Linked DNA regions of Mus musculus: region 2 is linked to region 1. Evidence: chromatin contacts called from public Hi-C data. All regions are on one chromosome and are shown on one strand. Each heading gives the region's core, a stretch centred on a gene start, on an enhancer-like site or on the middle of the called end of the contact. The rest is flanking DNA. Distances are from core to core; before and after follow the strand shown.

The links. Hi-C and Micro-C count contacts between places; a contact is called where the count stands out from the background.
Region 2: a Hi-C map of uterus shows a contact between it and region 1, with 4 times the contacts expected there. The contact joins two enhancer-like sites. A contact is called at or near these places in 1 of 15 datasets of contacts at CTCF or cohesin (large pre-B cells), 10 of 484 Hi-C or Micro-C datasets (the MC3T3-E1 cell line, bone marrow-derived DN2 thymocytes, bone marrow-derived macrophages and 5 more), 2 of 115 datasets of contacts at active chromatin or transcription factors (fibro-adipogenic progenitors and large pre-B cells) and 3 of 9 other capture datasets (adipose tissue, embryonic stem cells and liver).

The regions. Positions count from the first base shown.
Region 1 is chr13:83,457,467-83,465,340 of GRCm38.p6, forward strand. No RefSeq gene overlaps it. Among named protein-coding and RNA genes, the nearest start is that of Gm33274, 15 kb to the left of the region's middle. Within about 2 kb of position 4,290, at least 22 of the 459 cell types and tissues checked have an H3K27ac peak or open chromatin away from gene starts, as enhancers often do. A contact at or near this core is called in uterus, where this site is marked.
Region 2 is chr13:83,647,741-83,655,614 of GRCm38.p6, forward strand. Mef2c (myocyte enhancer factor 2C) reads left to right here. Exons shown (of 11, transcript NM_001347575.1): 7 at 5,074-5,246; 8 at 6,858-6,881; 9 at 7,767-7,874. Gm52044 (a long non-coding RNA gene) reads right to left here. Exons shown (of 3, transcript XR_003950630.1): 3 at 1-7,874. Among named protein-coding and RNA genes, the nearest start is that of Gm52044, 11 kb to the right of the region's middle. Within about 2 kb of position 4,636, at least 46 of the 459 cell types and tissues checked have an H3K27ac peak or open chromatin away from gene starts, as enhancers often do. A contact at or near this core is called in uterus, where this site is marked.

The DNA of each region.
Region 1 (7,874 bases), core at 3,040-5,539:
GAAAAAAAGTTTTCTCTCCAGACTGGAACGATAGCAATACAATGGATATGCTAATAGGTGGGGGGATATTTTTGTGGAGTTTCAACACTAGACAGAGAACTATGAAGCAACTGATGAGTTCTGGTAGAAGGAGAGTTAGTTTCTCTCAATGGTGAGTTCCCTTATTGATTGTCCATTGAAAATGTTTAGACTTGAATCCATATAAACAAAAAAGACAAAACACAGACTAAGCAGACTTTAGTAAGTCCTCTGTGTGTGTGTGCGTGTGTGTGTGTGTGTGTGTGTGTCACAATAATAATCAAAGTAAAAGAGGATATTGAATTGAATGTGGGAAGGACTGGGTAAAAAGAAGAAAAATGATGTTATTCAATGTCAACTAAAAAGTAGTTTAAAAAATAACAATAAATAATTTCCTAATTTATTTAGGAAACTGGAAAAAGCTGCTTGCCATCATTTTTGGTGTTTTGGTGGAAGCTCTAGGAGGCAGAGAGGAGAGAAAAAGGCAAGAGTTTGCACTGCCCCATCATACTGCTCCCTGTCCACTGTACTGCCAGTCATTCTCTCCCATCATAGTGCTCCCTGTCCACTGCATCACCTGTCATTCTTTCCCATCACACTGCTCCCTGTCCACTGTACCACCTATCACTCTCTCCCATCATAGTGTTCCCTTTCCACTGCATCACCTGTCACTTTTTCCCATCACAGTGCTCCCTGTCGACTGTACTGCCTAACACTCTCTCCCATCACACTGCTCCCTGTCCACTGCACTGCCTGTCACTCTCTCCCATCACTGCTCCCTGTCCACTGTACCGTGTGTCGTTTTCAGGGCATTTTCAGCTTGCTAAATCAGTTTGAATTATATTTCCTGTTACTTGCAACCAAAATATATGAACATACATATGGGAGAACACAAAAATAAGAAGGGCAATTTATACTTCTTTATGTATTCCAATCTTATGTACAAAGCCATTTAAATACTGTTGGTGTTTAAATTGTTTAATGTTAAAGTATGTGAGGCCTTTTAGATCTCAGAAATACCAAATATTACCTTCACAGAATAGTTTCTGAGATCTCAGCCGTCCGCAACAGCAGATGTCTTTACAAGAAGGAAACACAATCATGCCTTTTCAGGTTTTATATAGTTCAGTATGTCAGTGGATAGCCCATCTGGTTTACAGGTGTCAGCCCCAGAAAACTTGGGGAAGAAGTTAATGCAGAAGGGAAAATATAAGTTGAACATCCTCTGAATGGGTCTCCTCTGCTCAAGAGGAAAGGGGGGATTCTCTACCCACACATTGAGCTTTCTGTTTCTGTTTTGTAGTACTCCATCTTAGCCCCCCTCTCCCTTCACAACTGAAAGGCATTGGGGAAAATAGACCTCACCAAAGCACAAACTAGAATGACCCACAGTGCAGTGCTGGAAGACAGCCAGGTCTCCAGCATTGATGTGGTCTCCCTTAACCCCTCTGGGGTGGATACATGTCTAGGCTTAGTGACAGCAAGCTATTGCAGCAGCTGGCACACAAGGAACTAAAGTAGAGTTGCTGCAAGAAGGGTGGGCAGAAGAAACACTCCAGAAAATGCTGAAGTATAATTTCAAGCAAACTGCACTGTTTGGAATGTGGGAAACCACAGAGTAAACAGGCCAATCTGGCATGCAGTAGGCAACAGTAAGGCAGGACATTTTTAATGTGACCCAACAGATCAAAGATCTGTAGCAGTCAGCATGAAACATTATTCTACAATATTGATTCATTCTGTGAACAACTGTTTGTTGCATACCTATGAACAACTGTTTGTTGCATACCTACTATGTGCCATATCTATGACACTGGAACCTGAAGAGGAAAGAATGATTCTGTCTTTCTGTACTAAAAGCTAATGCCATCAGACACAGATGTCCAAAATACAGATAATTTTACTTTTTTTTTCTCCAGTAACAGTACATTTATGTTTATTTGGAATCCCCATTCACATCATGGCAGAAATAAGGCCTACTTTTAGTCTACTTTCCAATTAGTTGCCTATCATAACAGGGACTGGAAAAAGAAGAGAGGAGGTAAAGAGGAGAGAAGAGGAAAGGAGAGGAGAGGAGGGGAGGGGAGGGGAGGGGAGAGGAGGGGAGGGGAGGGGAGGGGAGGGGAGGGGAGGGGAGGGGAGGGGAGGGGAGGGGAGGGGAGGGGAGGGGAGGGGAGGAATCTTGACTTATCATCAACATCCTACCAGCATTCTGACCCATTTTGTGTTCATCTCCATGTGCGCATGTGGTTAAGGGAGATTCTCTGGGTCCTGTGCTCACATAGCTGTGGTTTCAGCATCCTCAGATGTTTCTCTGCTGTCTCGCTGTTCATGCATCATCTTGAATCCTGTCCAAACAGTTGCCAGCATCTACAATCTCTTCTTTCCCAGCACGCTACCATTTTATGAACTAATGACAATTTTACCAGCCCTTGACTGAGGAGAGTGTAAAAATAACTATTTTTACCCAGGTGTAATTGTCATTTTAGATGCTTACTGATGATTAAGCTCACCATTTCTCTTTCCTAACTCTTTCTGGCTGTAGCAACTTAGCTGTTCTAGCCAAAACTTCTCTCTAAGCTGGCTGATTCAAACTGGCTTCTCTCAGCTTCTCACTGAACTGCTATTTGGCCTCAAATTAACTCTTGCAATCTGTTCTTATCTTCTGGCTCCCCTTCTCTTTCTCTGGTTCATTCCATCTTCACCTGTGCCTGCATTCTGTCTCTGTAAAAAACATCCAAGTAAAAACTGGCTCTCTCTCTGTCTCTCTCTCTCTGTCTCTCTCTGTGTGTCTGTCTGTGTCTGTCTGTGTCTGTCTGTGTCTGTCTGTCTGTCTGTCTGTCTGTCTCTCTCTCTCTCTCTTTCTCTCTCCTCTGCCTTCTTAAGTAGCCTCTCTTTCAAATACTGTTCTCATACAAGCTGGCCTTATCCTCTCTCTGGCTCATTCTGTCAATGTCGATCCATCATTTTTTATGCCCCTCAATTAGAAGTAACTTTCAAACATGGCTGCTTCCTTCTACCTCCAAACCAAATTTATGTGCCTTGTTTGGGATTAAAGGTTTGTCCTATGGGCATGTCTGTTTTCAAACCAGAGGGATTAAAGGTATGTGGTGTGTCTGTATTTCAATTGGATTACATAGACCTAGAAAGTCTTTGGATGGAATCCTTTGCCAGAGCAGACATGTTGCTGGATTAAATTTTCACCTCCCAACTCCCTGCAACAATATTCCCTCACCACCAGATCCAATTTCCCCTCCTCCACTTCAGAAAAAAAAAAAAAAAAAAAAGAGCAGGCCTCCAAAAGATAAGAACTGAACAGGACAAAGCAAGATACAAGATAAGGCAAAAGCCCTCATATCAAGGCTAGACAAGGCAACTCAGTAGGAAAAAAAAGGAGTCCCAATAGCAGACAAAGAGTCAGAGACACGCCCCATCTGACTGTTAGGAGTCCCACAAAAACAGTAAGCTAACAACTGTAACATATACACAAAGGACCTATTTAAATATTATAGCACTGTTCTTGTGCTAAAAGTTAAAATAAACACTGTGAGGTTATGAAAAACAAAGCATGGAGTAAAGCCCCAAAACAGAAGTCAGGCAGAAAATTATGAATTTTCTCCTATGTTCTTTAGCAAGTATCTATTTGACTACTAACTTCCGTTACAACAATTGGAGCATCTTTGTATGTTACAGGGTCTGGAGCAACACTTTTTCCAGCTTGAATTAAAGTTTTAATGTTTCAAATCTGACTTTAAGATCTTTTGTCAAAGTATGTGGAGATACAATAGGCAGAGACTGTTCACCATTCATGAGTGTTAAATTTCCTAGCAGCAGTTTGTCTTGCAAATTCTACCAGCACACGTAAAACCTTCCTTTGGTCCTTTAGTGAACCCCAAGAAAAAAATCCCACAGACCCACATCACTCTTCCCAACTTGCATTCAGAATTCAGAAGCTGAGCATGCTCAGTGGATCTGACAGGGAGTACTACTGAGGCCTCAACTCTAAATAAATAGTTTAAAATAAAAAGTTGTATAAACATCAGGCCATGCCAATGATGCGGTTTAAGAGGGAGTGCTGTAAACACAAAGTAAATTAAATGGGATCTGCTTTTGTGGGGTAGAGGGCTACTTAGACTGGCTATTATAGAGAAGATTCTGTTGTGTGGTGCGACAGCACGTACCCATGTGGCTAACCTACAACTGGTAGAAGAAACAAATCCCACCCATACCTAGGACTGGTGCCACAGCCAGACCACAATTCCTTTGGGGATGAACTTAATTTGCTGAAAATGAAGGCCAGGCTCTGTTGCAGCTCATTAGCTGGTTACAGACACACTACAAGAGAAGAAAGTGGAATTTGGTCAATGTTCCAAATTCTACATGTGCTGTGAATAAAACAGACTATTGTTTTTTTGATAAAGAAGTATTGTTTTGAATGTGCAGATTGGCTAAGTAAAGCCAGCAGAATTTTTTGGCCAAATATAGTCTCTTGCTCACTCCTAAAAATCCTAGCTTTCAAATTAGGAGCTGAAGTCATTGAAAAAAAAAAAAGTTTACATTCCTTCAGCCTGCTGCCGCAAAGCCAAACAAATGTTTGGCTTAAAGTTCACTTACATCTCTTTCATGAACCTTTTCTTTAACCTGGAAGTCTGAAAAATACCATTTCTTTTTATCAAGTCATTTAGTGTGTGTTTGTGTGTGTGTGTGTGTGTGTGTGTGTGTGTGTGTGTTTGTGCATGTGTATGTGTGTGTGTTTGTACATGTGTGTGAGTGTGTGTGAGTGCCTGTGTGTATGAGTGTGTGCTTGTGCATGTGTATTAGTGTGTGTGAGTGTGGTGTGTGTGTGTGTGTGTGTGCATGTGTGTGAGTGCATGTGTGTGTGTGTTCACACTAACCAACAGTATTATGGGGTCAGTGTAGTGGTGTAAAGCATGTGGGCCATATTCAAACTTAAAGAGACCCATGACTTTATAGCTTCTGGCATGATTTAGGTCACAGTCACAAACTGATTTTTTTAAGCATCATTAACCACTGAATGGACAAGGAATGTGTTATTTTCAAGAAGTTTCTTTGGTGCCAGTTCAGGCAATAAAAATCTTAAGATGGGGTCAAGCAGGGAGGGTAGCCTACTATGCAGTTGCCTTCTCAATAGACATTTTTTTCAAAACCATAAAAATATCATGCCATTTGACAGTGAATTCAAACACAGACTGGATAGCATGGGCTGACAGCATCAGTTTGCTTTAGGAAAATCTTTTGATGGCCAATTTCTGCACAGTCCATAAGACTAGTGATTTGGCACTACAAAGGGCACTATCAAAGATGATAAACTTGAGGGACTAAGTATGCAAGGTTTTTATGATCCTTGGTACATTCTCCATGTGATACCCTTTTCAGGTTATCCAAAATTTTGCTATATTTTTTTTTATTTTGCTATAGTGATGTTACTGACATTAATTGAATTCTCTATTGGGAAGCAAGCATAGAATAGTTTCAATCAAACCCTTTTACAACACTTTGACCACAGTAACCCATGCCCAAATCTGAAGAAAGGGAAAAGGAGGAGCCTTGTGTGGTTCCTTCTATCTCTTTGATTTCCACTACTCCATGAACTGGTAGGGCTATTTTGTTTGCAAAAGTACTTAGTTTTCAAACTGCAAGGATTTGAAAGAAGAGTGAAAATGTCATGTTGCTGAGTTGTAGTTCTCCTTGGATCAATTCTAATTTCTTCCTCACCTTATGCAAACATTAGAACTAAAGATGGCTCTTGTCATATGGAAAGAAAAATAAATAAACCCTATATCTTAAAATATTATATACATAGTAACTTCTGTCAAGGAAACATCAAAATCCTGACTTTATACTCACAGAGTCCCTGAACTCTCCCTTCAGAAGCTATGCTTTCCTGTTGCAGTAATTTAATAAAACTTTACCTATATTATACCATCAGAATAATAGTGACCACGCTATCAATGTGTTTTTATATTTGTGGGATTATGGTCTATTTTCATAGATGCCAAATTTGTAAATTTTTATACTCTTGTTCCTTTACAAACTATCAGCAATGCTTTTGACTTATAGGTTTAACACATCTTGAGATTCAGTCTAGAAAAGCCATAGACTCTATGGCAAATAAACATGAAGAAGGTCGTCTTTTCAGAATGGCTAAACACAGTCTTACATTACACATACAGAACTATTGCTTTAGTGATCCATTCCCGGATCTGAATTTTCTCTAATAAAGATGTTTAATTTAACCATTTCTACTTGCTTCTAAGATGTATATATCCCTACCTCTACAAATATAAGGTGTAAAAGGTAAAATTACCTTTTTTACCATGCGTTACTATGGATATCCTGTACCACATGCCTACATCTTACTTTCTTGCCTTCTCTTTCTGTGCAGGAGTCTTGGGTGAGATTTGCTATTGCTATATCCGTGTCCAGTAGCATTTCACATTCTTTCTCCAGTCTGCTCTGAGACAGAAATGGAGATCTAAATCTATAAAGAGTCTATGCTAACATGGATTGATATGATTCTTGCTGGAAAGTAGCTATTTACGTCCCTTACATTGTCTGCCAGAGAACTGCAATTCAGAAATTTCAGTACTCAGGTAAGTAAGGCGTTATTAAAAAGTGCATGCCTGACCACCTCTAGCCTATTTCTAAAGTCAAAATATACACATTGAAACAGAAATTCAAGTTGACCAGCAATGAATTTTCCATTGAAAAACATTTCAATTTTGACACTAGTTTATATCTTAAACTTCTGAAATTTAACCTTACATTAAACTATATTTTACAAAGCCCAGATAACTTCCACACATGCTTGTTGTTTTCTGAATAAAAGCAATAACCTGAATACCCTTAGCTTTTCCGGATAACAAGGAGCATAAGTTTATTCTCACTAGTACAGATTAGTATACACTAATGTAGAAAAGCTATGGATGTTATCACCTTTACAACAATTTCCCTAAACATACAATGTTACTCAAAAGGGGAAAGATTGGTCAGACTGTGATTTATGACAACCAACTTTCACTGTTACATCTCAGCATGTTTCTGCCTTTGAAGAAACGTCTAGCATTTGGAGCACCCTAGCAGGATTCTTCATTTCATATAATATCCCACCAACTAGCATTCAAATTCTCACAATGCCATGACTTCTAAAGACTACGGCCCTAATTATTTCAATCCTAGGGTTTTTAATCACTCTAGACTTAATAACTTAATTATAACTTGAACAACAACTTACTTAAATTTTAAGTTTAAAAATAATGAAAAATTTTCAGTACTGGACACATGGTCTTATACATTAAACACCTCAAAACAAAGCAGTACCTGATACCCACATGTATGTGCTCTCATGTATATGCACGAGCACATGCACATGCATGCATGGTGACTCACCAATAAAAGCAACAGGAATTTGAATGTGAAGCATTTCCAATAATTCTTAGTTATTATCCTAACAAGCTACTACATGACTGCTATTGGTACTCAGGTAAAAGTCGGAGCATGGTAAGTTATCCATTCCAATCAGTACATGTAGTTGCTGTCATGTAGTTGCTAAGTTCAAATCTTACCAAAAAAACCTCAAAGGTTGCAATGTCTTGGCACTGTGAGTACAAATTGAATATGCTTTGTACTTGGTACGTTCATTCCAAAAACCTAATGGTTTCAAACAGAAAACTCACTGGAAGACTGTTAGGGAAAACAATTTTCAGAGACATAGGTATGATTAAGAAACATTAACACTACGCAGTTCTTACATGATAGAATGTACATACATCACTTTACAGGTTCCCTGACCATATTCACTCTTGTGAAACACTCATCTAAGCATCCTGCGAAAA
Region 2 (7,874 bases), core at 3,386-5,885, 190 kb after region 1:
CTTGTTGGTGCCATTTCTGAGCAACTCCTAACCCTCTAGCTTACTTTGCATGTTTCTCCAATATATGAAATGTTACACAAATGACCCACCACGTAGTATCACTGCCTCTAATTGCAGCAGAAATTTGGAGTAGGGTTAGTGCAATATAGACAGAAGTTATCTGAAAAGCACCATGAAACAGTTGCCACTGTAGCTTCTCCTTAAAAGACAAATTTGAATGAAACAGGAGAGTGAACACTGCCAGTCCTTGAATTAACAGAGCAAAGACTCAGGCATGTTCAGAGGATGTGAGACTGATGGAGGCCATTGGAAATTAGGTTAGACATCATGAGTCGACTATAGAAAGCCATGAGAGACAGGCAGGTATACTGATTCAGCTGTGTTGAACAGTACTTGGAGAATCAGAACTAGACACAATGATGTCCCCAAGTGTGCTAGCTAACATCACACATGTACAAAGAAGCTTGCATACAGCTCAGACTTTACCGGAGCTGAATTTAGGATATGGAGAGAAGTCCTTCAAACAGAAAATAAGGAATGGTTGAAGGACTTTGAAAGACTTGGTCAAATGGGGATTGAAGCCTACAGAAAAAAAAAAGGTTAAAAATAAAAAATGCAAGCAGCCTTTTTTTCATAAGAAATTTGGACAAGATTTGGTATCTTGTAGAATATAGAGATGGAAGGAAGAGAGCAAGAATTAACAAGCCCAAATATTAGCTTCAGCTTTGTGCTTATAAATATTATGTGCTTTTATTTATAATTGAAAGTTAAAACAAGCAAAGAATAAATGACAAGGCTCCTAATGCCTAAGCGTCCAAGAAAGTTGTGGCCCTATGGGCTCAGAGGAGAGCATGCTCAACAGAGCACTGTGCAACAAAGCCAAGAACCTGCCTCATAACGTTTGCAGCCAGGAGGGTGTTCTCTAAATTTACAGCTTCCTAAAGTAGGAGTGAGTAAAATCAAATGAAGTAGAAAAGGCAGAAAAGTGCTTTTAAGTTAACTGTGGGGAAAAATTACCACTATATTTGAAATCTTGACTATTTACACTGCTTTCATTGTTTATTAGACACTTGTAGGAGCAGAGGTAGAATCTGTTATCCTTCACGTGACTACATCATAAAAGCCTAAATTGGTTCATAAGAAACAATATTTTTAATCAAATGAAACTATAAAAGCTTCATTGAACTCTAAAGTCACTCTGTACCTCATTTTCCTATAATGTATAATCAGGAAATCCATTTACCATACGTTATAATTTTTGTCCTTTCAAGTGGTCAGAAGAATGTGACATCTGCATACGGTCACGTCTAAATTGATAATTGTCCCAGTAGAGTATAATTTTGAAACATAGCATCAAGAAAGTTGAATCTGTATATTAGAAGGTTGTCGAGAGGTGGTGTTTCCCACCTCCTGGGTCCCTGAAGTTAAGTGTGGCCATGCTCTCTGGTGAATTTATCTTAAGGTGGGCCCTCAGCCTCCACACAGGCCAAAGCATTCTGAGCGAAAAGGAGGCTGCGGTTTCCCAGCCAACTTAAATGCAGGCTCTTCTTAGCAATGAGCCACACACATGCATTCATCATTGACTTCCAAATGATAGGTTTCAATATCACTGGTCTAGGGTCCACAGTCTCACATTCCTGAATCTATATTATGCCAAAAGAATAACAATTTGGTGGCTGGAAACAGAAATGGTTATTATACTTCTCCAAAATGCTAGCTGGCACAATATTCTAAAAATAGCAGAAATTCACTCATAAAAAATAGCATTTATTTGTTCATAAAAAATAATTTTATGCTCCGAAAATATAAGTGTAAAAATGTCATGCTTAACTGCCATTTATCCTTCTTCTTTTGAAATTACTTGGCTAATTTTCCATTTGATTGTTTATTTAAACCAGATCTCACACAGGGTTAACATGTACATGACACCTTAAAACTATGGAACTAATCTTCTAAAATGGTGTAATTTCCAAATAGCAGCACATATTTCAAGAGAGACATAGAATGCTTTTGATTCCATTTTTTGCTTCTGAGGTGTTTACTGAGTGGAAAACCACGTATGTGTGCTTCCTTTTCCCCTGCTCACTGCCGCTCCAAAGCGCTGTTTTAAAATGTGGGCAGAAAGACTGGGGCTTTTTTTGGACTGTCTCTGAGTTTACCATAGAAAATGTTTTTGAAGAGACTTTTTTTTTGCACAGCCTCTGTGAAGCTCTCCACTTTCTCACACTGGCCCCGTGCTTGTCCTATCTTAGGACAGCACATGTCGTGAAGTGGTTTTACTTCCTTTTAGCAGAATTACTGCTCCATGCAAACCAGCACCAGCATCTACCCAGGCAGGATTTTAGTTTCTCATCCTTTCAGGCTTCACTGCCCTGCTTAACTGACATTTCTTCTTCTTCTTCTTTTGAAATTACTTGGCTAACTTTCCATTTGATTGTTTATTTAAACCAGATCTCACAGAGGGTTAACATGTTTGTGATGTGTGTCTGTGTGTGTGTGTGTGTGTGTGTGTGTGTGTGTGTGTCTGTGTGTGTGTGTGTGTGTGTGTGTGTGCGCGCGCGCGCACTCAAACTTCAGCAGGCAGGAATGCATGCTGCAGATATCTTGGTCTCCTCCTTTCCTTTTCGTGTAGGGACTCTACAATTCTGTTAAAGGCCCTAACACAAAATAACGTTCCAAGGAGACCCATTAAACACAGAACTCCTCTGTGCAGCCTAACTCACCCATTATCTTTCTTACAGAGTACGATTTGTTTATATTTCTTTTAGTGAGAAAGGGTAAATGTATTGTTTCAAGTAAGAACTTTTACCATCAAACACTGTCCAAATTAACTGTAACAGATAATTTGGGGTTTGACATATTTTCCTAGCTATAATTTAGCAACTTTTCTTGATGTTTTATTATAGAAGACTAATTTGTATTCAAATTCGGTGCAAATTTCTTAAACAACGACTTTGTAGTTGGCACTTGTTTTGGGGATGTTTCATTTGTTTTATTTTCATTTTGCCTCAAGATACTTGTTAATTTTTACCATGATCCAGTTGCAAGATTGAACCTTGCGAGTTTTTATATATTCAGCCTATTCATTTATTCATGAAACAAAGCAGGTAAATGAATTGGATATGAAGAATAAGTGTGTTTTGGACCACATGACCCAAATATATTTTAATTCAGAGAGTCCCCAGTGGGACAGTTTGGGAAGAAAGGAGCCAACGTGGGGTAGAAGGAACAAGAGAAGGTGAATATATTGAAGTGCATTGTGTAAGTGTGCGAGCATGTCATAATGAAACCATGACTTCATACAATTAGTATTGGCATAGCAAAACATTTCTGTAAGTATCTCTTTGAAACATGCTTGTGCGTTCCCCTCCCAACTCCTTGTTTTCTTTCTGAAGCTATTGCCATAGACTCAAGAAAGATCCATACACATAGGCTTTTCCAAGACCACCCTTTCCAGTGTTGCAGATGTCTAACCATTCAGGGACCAGTTTCTATCACTGTTCTGAAACTGGGTAGTCTCTACTTCTAACATATCATCATAAAATTGGAAGTCCCCACTGACCATCTTCTCCAAAGAGCACCTACGAAGAGAACCCTGTTTTCACTGGCTCCTTTGTAAGCAGATCCCTCCCAGTTTTCTTAAAGATGCTGGGTAAAATCCTCCCTCAGCCTGCCTCTTACCCAGTTACCGAAGTCAGCTGCCTAACTTACCTCTTCTTCTCATTTGTTGAAATACACATTAGTTCCTACCTCTTCCTAAACTTGCATTAGGTAATCTCTTCTCCCATAGATATTGAATAACATATAATCTATATTATTCTACAACCGTTTTGCCCTTGGTTTTTTTTTTTTTGTTTGTACATGTTCCATAAGTGTGCATTGCTTAACTGCAAAGAAATCTCAGAGCCCTCCAAGGCTGCCTTTGCCTTCCTGCTGAGAAGCACATGGTCTCCTTCTTCTAAGAGTAATAGATAGTTGTGTTTTATAATGATGGTAATAATGAATATAACAATAAAATTAACCATCTCCTTTAATGGTACTTGGAAGACGACTGGCTAGTTTTCTAGGAAGCATTATTGAATCCAGCAGTGGGTTTCTCCTATTATCCCTCAGGAAACCAACAGATAGCTTCCCAGGTTGGCTCCTACTCCACTTCAAGATGCCTTTCCAACCAACGCCTCAGCTGCTCCTATCAGTGAGGGTAGTGCGTTTTAAAAGTGGAAAACAGAGGCTTTCAAATACCTACTTTGTTAGTAGGAGGCTAAATATCAGATTCTGGAAGAGCCTTAATTCTTAGCGATTAGTGAACTCTCCCTGTGTCTGAATGAGTCAGCACTTGCCTGGAGGCACCATGGTTTCAGTGCCTGAGGACTGCCACTTTTGAAGATTCTCAGGAGCAGGAAGTGTGCAAGGCTTCAGGCCATGTGCTGAACTTGGTGAGGAGAGTAAACTTGAAGTAAGAAAGGCCATGGAGAGAGAGTATTCACTTAGAGTGGAGAAGACTGAAGAGCAAAATGTACGTGCAGTTTTTCCTCCTCCTGCCCGCCCGCCCTAGAAATTACAGCCTTGGTGCCTTGCCCCTTCTTCATCTGAGGACACACAGACACACAGAATCAAACCCAAACCAAAGAACTGGAAGAGTGAGTCACTCCAGCCAGCCTCTGCCAAACTCGTCAATTAAGTGCAGGATCAGTTATGCACTTTTCTTAGATCCTGAACTGGCTGTCTGAATCTCTTCCGGAGGGTGGAGGAGGGGGAGAAAATAATAATAATAATAACAAATGATGATAATAATAATAAATTTTAAAAACATATGATATGCAGATTTCTGATCAAGTTAAAGATTTGCTTTCTTCTTATAAAAATAAAAAGTTTGTAATATCCTTTTGGAGGTATATGAAACAATTAACTGGCAAGCTGCCTTTCCCACAGAAGTTAAATCAGTCAGCCTTCATGTGTTGATTTGTATGACTCACAGCTAGGCGTATCCTTTTATCTTCATATGAGCTGTTCTTTAAAAACATGCACACGCCTCGATTTCTCCCTGAGTTTTGTCATCTCTTGTGTTAACAGGGAATGGATACGGCAACCCCCGGAACTCACCAGGCCTGCTGGTCTCACCTGGTAACCTGAACAAGAATATACAAGCCAAATCTCCTCCCCCTATGAATCTAGGAATGAATAATCGTAAGCCAGATCTCCGCGTTCTTATCCCACCTGGCAGCAAGAACACGATGCCATCAGTGGTAATGCACAGCTCTGTTCTTAATACATGTTGATGATATCTTATCTGTATCTACTAATTGTCTAGATAGGAATTTCTTAGGACATCCCAGACGATTAACACTGACTGAGGATGTTTTAATCGTATTGATGGGGTTGTAGTCACTGATTTTGCATTTTCCTTTCCTATATTAAAAAATTCCAATAAACCCTTCTTCTGGATAGTCTTTCTAGAATAAGAAAAAACATTCCTTCGTAAGACTGTCCGTTTATACTTAGAAAAATAATTCTAACCCTGATCAAATCATATTCCATAGGAATTCCATACTTATGTGGGGTATTTCATGAGAGAATTTTTACATTATTGAGCTACTTATGTTCTCAGAATGCTGACTGACAGTGAAAAATACTTTCACTGATTCCTCAATGAGGTTTCTTACATTAATTGGGAATACTTTCTTACATATCACTTCTTTAATATCTAATATATCATATGCCTTTGCATTGTCTCAGTTAATCTTTGCCTATTGTAGTTTATGAAAATATCTAACTCTCAGAACCCAAGAAATTTTGAGAACCAATGTTACATTTTAAACCAAAATAAGTAGTAGAAGCTTTTAAGTGAAAATATAGACATATGAAATGTAAACTTAAGCATATATAAAATCTCATGCTGTATCATTTTCTTGCTCTGAGACTTGTGCATAAGATGAAAAGAATATTGTGGTATCAAGCCCAAAAACAAAGATAGGTAGTAGGTAGGTACAATGATAGAAGATAGATAGATAGATAGATAGATAGATAGATAGATAGATAGATCAATAGATGACAGAGTGTTCTCCAAATCAGCAAAACTTAACAATGAGAACATATATAGCAAAGACTTAGCAGATAGATTTAAATTACCCCACAAACATTTCCTTCTGTTTTGCTTTGTTTTAGAATTCTCTGTTCTGTGCCATGCCTAGGAGTGAAATAGTCCTGTGAACTGATTGTTTATTATATATTCATTTTGTGCATTTAGCTAAAATCAAATAACATGTGACATTTCCTTTAGAAAAGCCTGAGTCTAAGAAATAAAACCTCCCACAGTGATGCTGTGAGTGTGGGTCAGGCAGGGCACACAGTGTCTCTCATCACATTTATCCCATATCCCTTAAAACTGACACATTCCCATGGATCAGCCCCCCCTTTCTCTCTCTCTTCTCTCTCTTTCTCTCTCTCTCTCTCTCTCTCTCTCTCTCTCTCTCTCTCTCTCTCTCTCTCTCTCGCTCTCTCTCTCTCTCGCTCTCACTCTCGTCATGTATGACTCCCTTTTCCTCTAGCAAGTAGGGTTTAAAGTAGATTCCTATTATCTTTTTATCAAAGTATGGGGCACAACAGTAAACAGAGAGACAATGACCTGTGCTGCAAACAAGATAGACAGTCTTCAGGTTTGAGACAAGGAACACCTCACTAAGAGAAACAAAGAATGTCTTTGTTAAGGAGTTGTCTTTGGCATCCCGTGTGCCAAGCTGTTTAAACTGTTGCGTCTATCAGAAGATGCATCTCCTTTTGCTAGAAAGATTTTCACAGTTATAAATATTTACAGACACTAATTAATAAACTCCTTCCCTCCTTCCCCATGCTCTCAGTCTGAGGATGTGGATCTGCTGTTGGTAAGTGGGAAGGACTCGTCCCTTGAAGGGCATGCTCGGGAAGATAACAGAACTACCTCAGTGAAAGGTGCTAGCTGTGATCAAACAGAAAGATTTTAAAACTTACCTCAATAAATGAGGGTACTGATTATGCTTAAACACCATTAATTTCTAGGATCATTGACAGCCTGTGGAAAGCATAGCTGGTTTTTGTAGGCCTTTTTCCTCTGTCCCCACCTTTTACCTAAAGACCATGTTTTAAATATTAAGACTGAACTTACTCTAAAATAGAAACACAAAAATGCATCTTTAGCTATTAAATAGTAAGACACTTATTCTTTCAAAATTTAAAATACCAGGATTTTGAGCGTAAGCATCCTTTACCTCCTGGCTATTAGGAGTTAAATACTGGCATTAGCTACTTTGCCATCCTTTTGCAAGGAAGTCGAAGCAGAAGAAAGTGGTCATAGCGCCACCTGCTGGCCATAACATAGCCTGAATCATATCTATCAGCTCTGCTGTACATAGAACTGATCACAAAACCCACTATGGTTGATTTTAATTTTTTAATTTGCATTTGAATAAAACTGAAACAATAGCAGTACAGTATACATATTTCATCAGTTCTCAACGTAGTCTGTTTTTACCCATAATAAAGCTATGGTACTTGTTACTAGTTCAGTTGCCTAGGAGATACTGATGTAATGGGTTACTATGGCAACAGCTGGTCTCTTGAAGGATTGTAAATGATAGGGTTGGCAGAGTTCATAGAGACACATGTTAAATGATTAATTTCATGAGCTTTGTACCAACTTATTTCTTTATGTGAAAAACTAATAGTGAGACCTAATATTTTTAACTTTTTAAAATCTGCCACCAATAATGTCTTTTTATTTACTTTAAAAGAATCAAAGGATAAATAACTCCCAGTCGGCTCAGTCATTGGCTACCCCGGTGGTTTCCGTAGCAACTCCTACTTTACCAGGACAAGGAATGGGAGGATATCCATCAGCC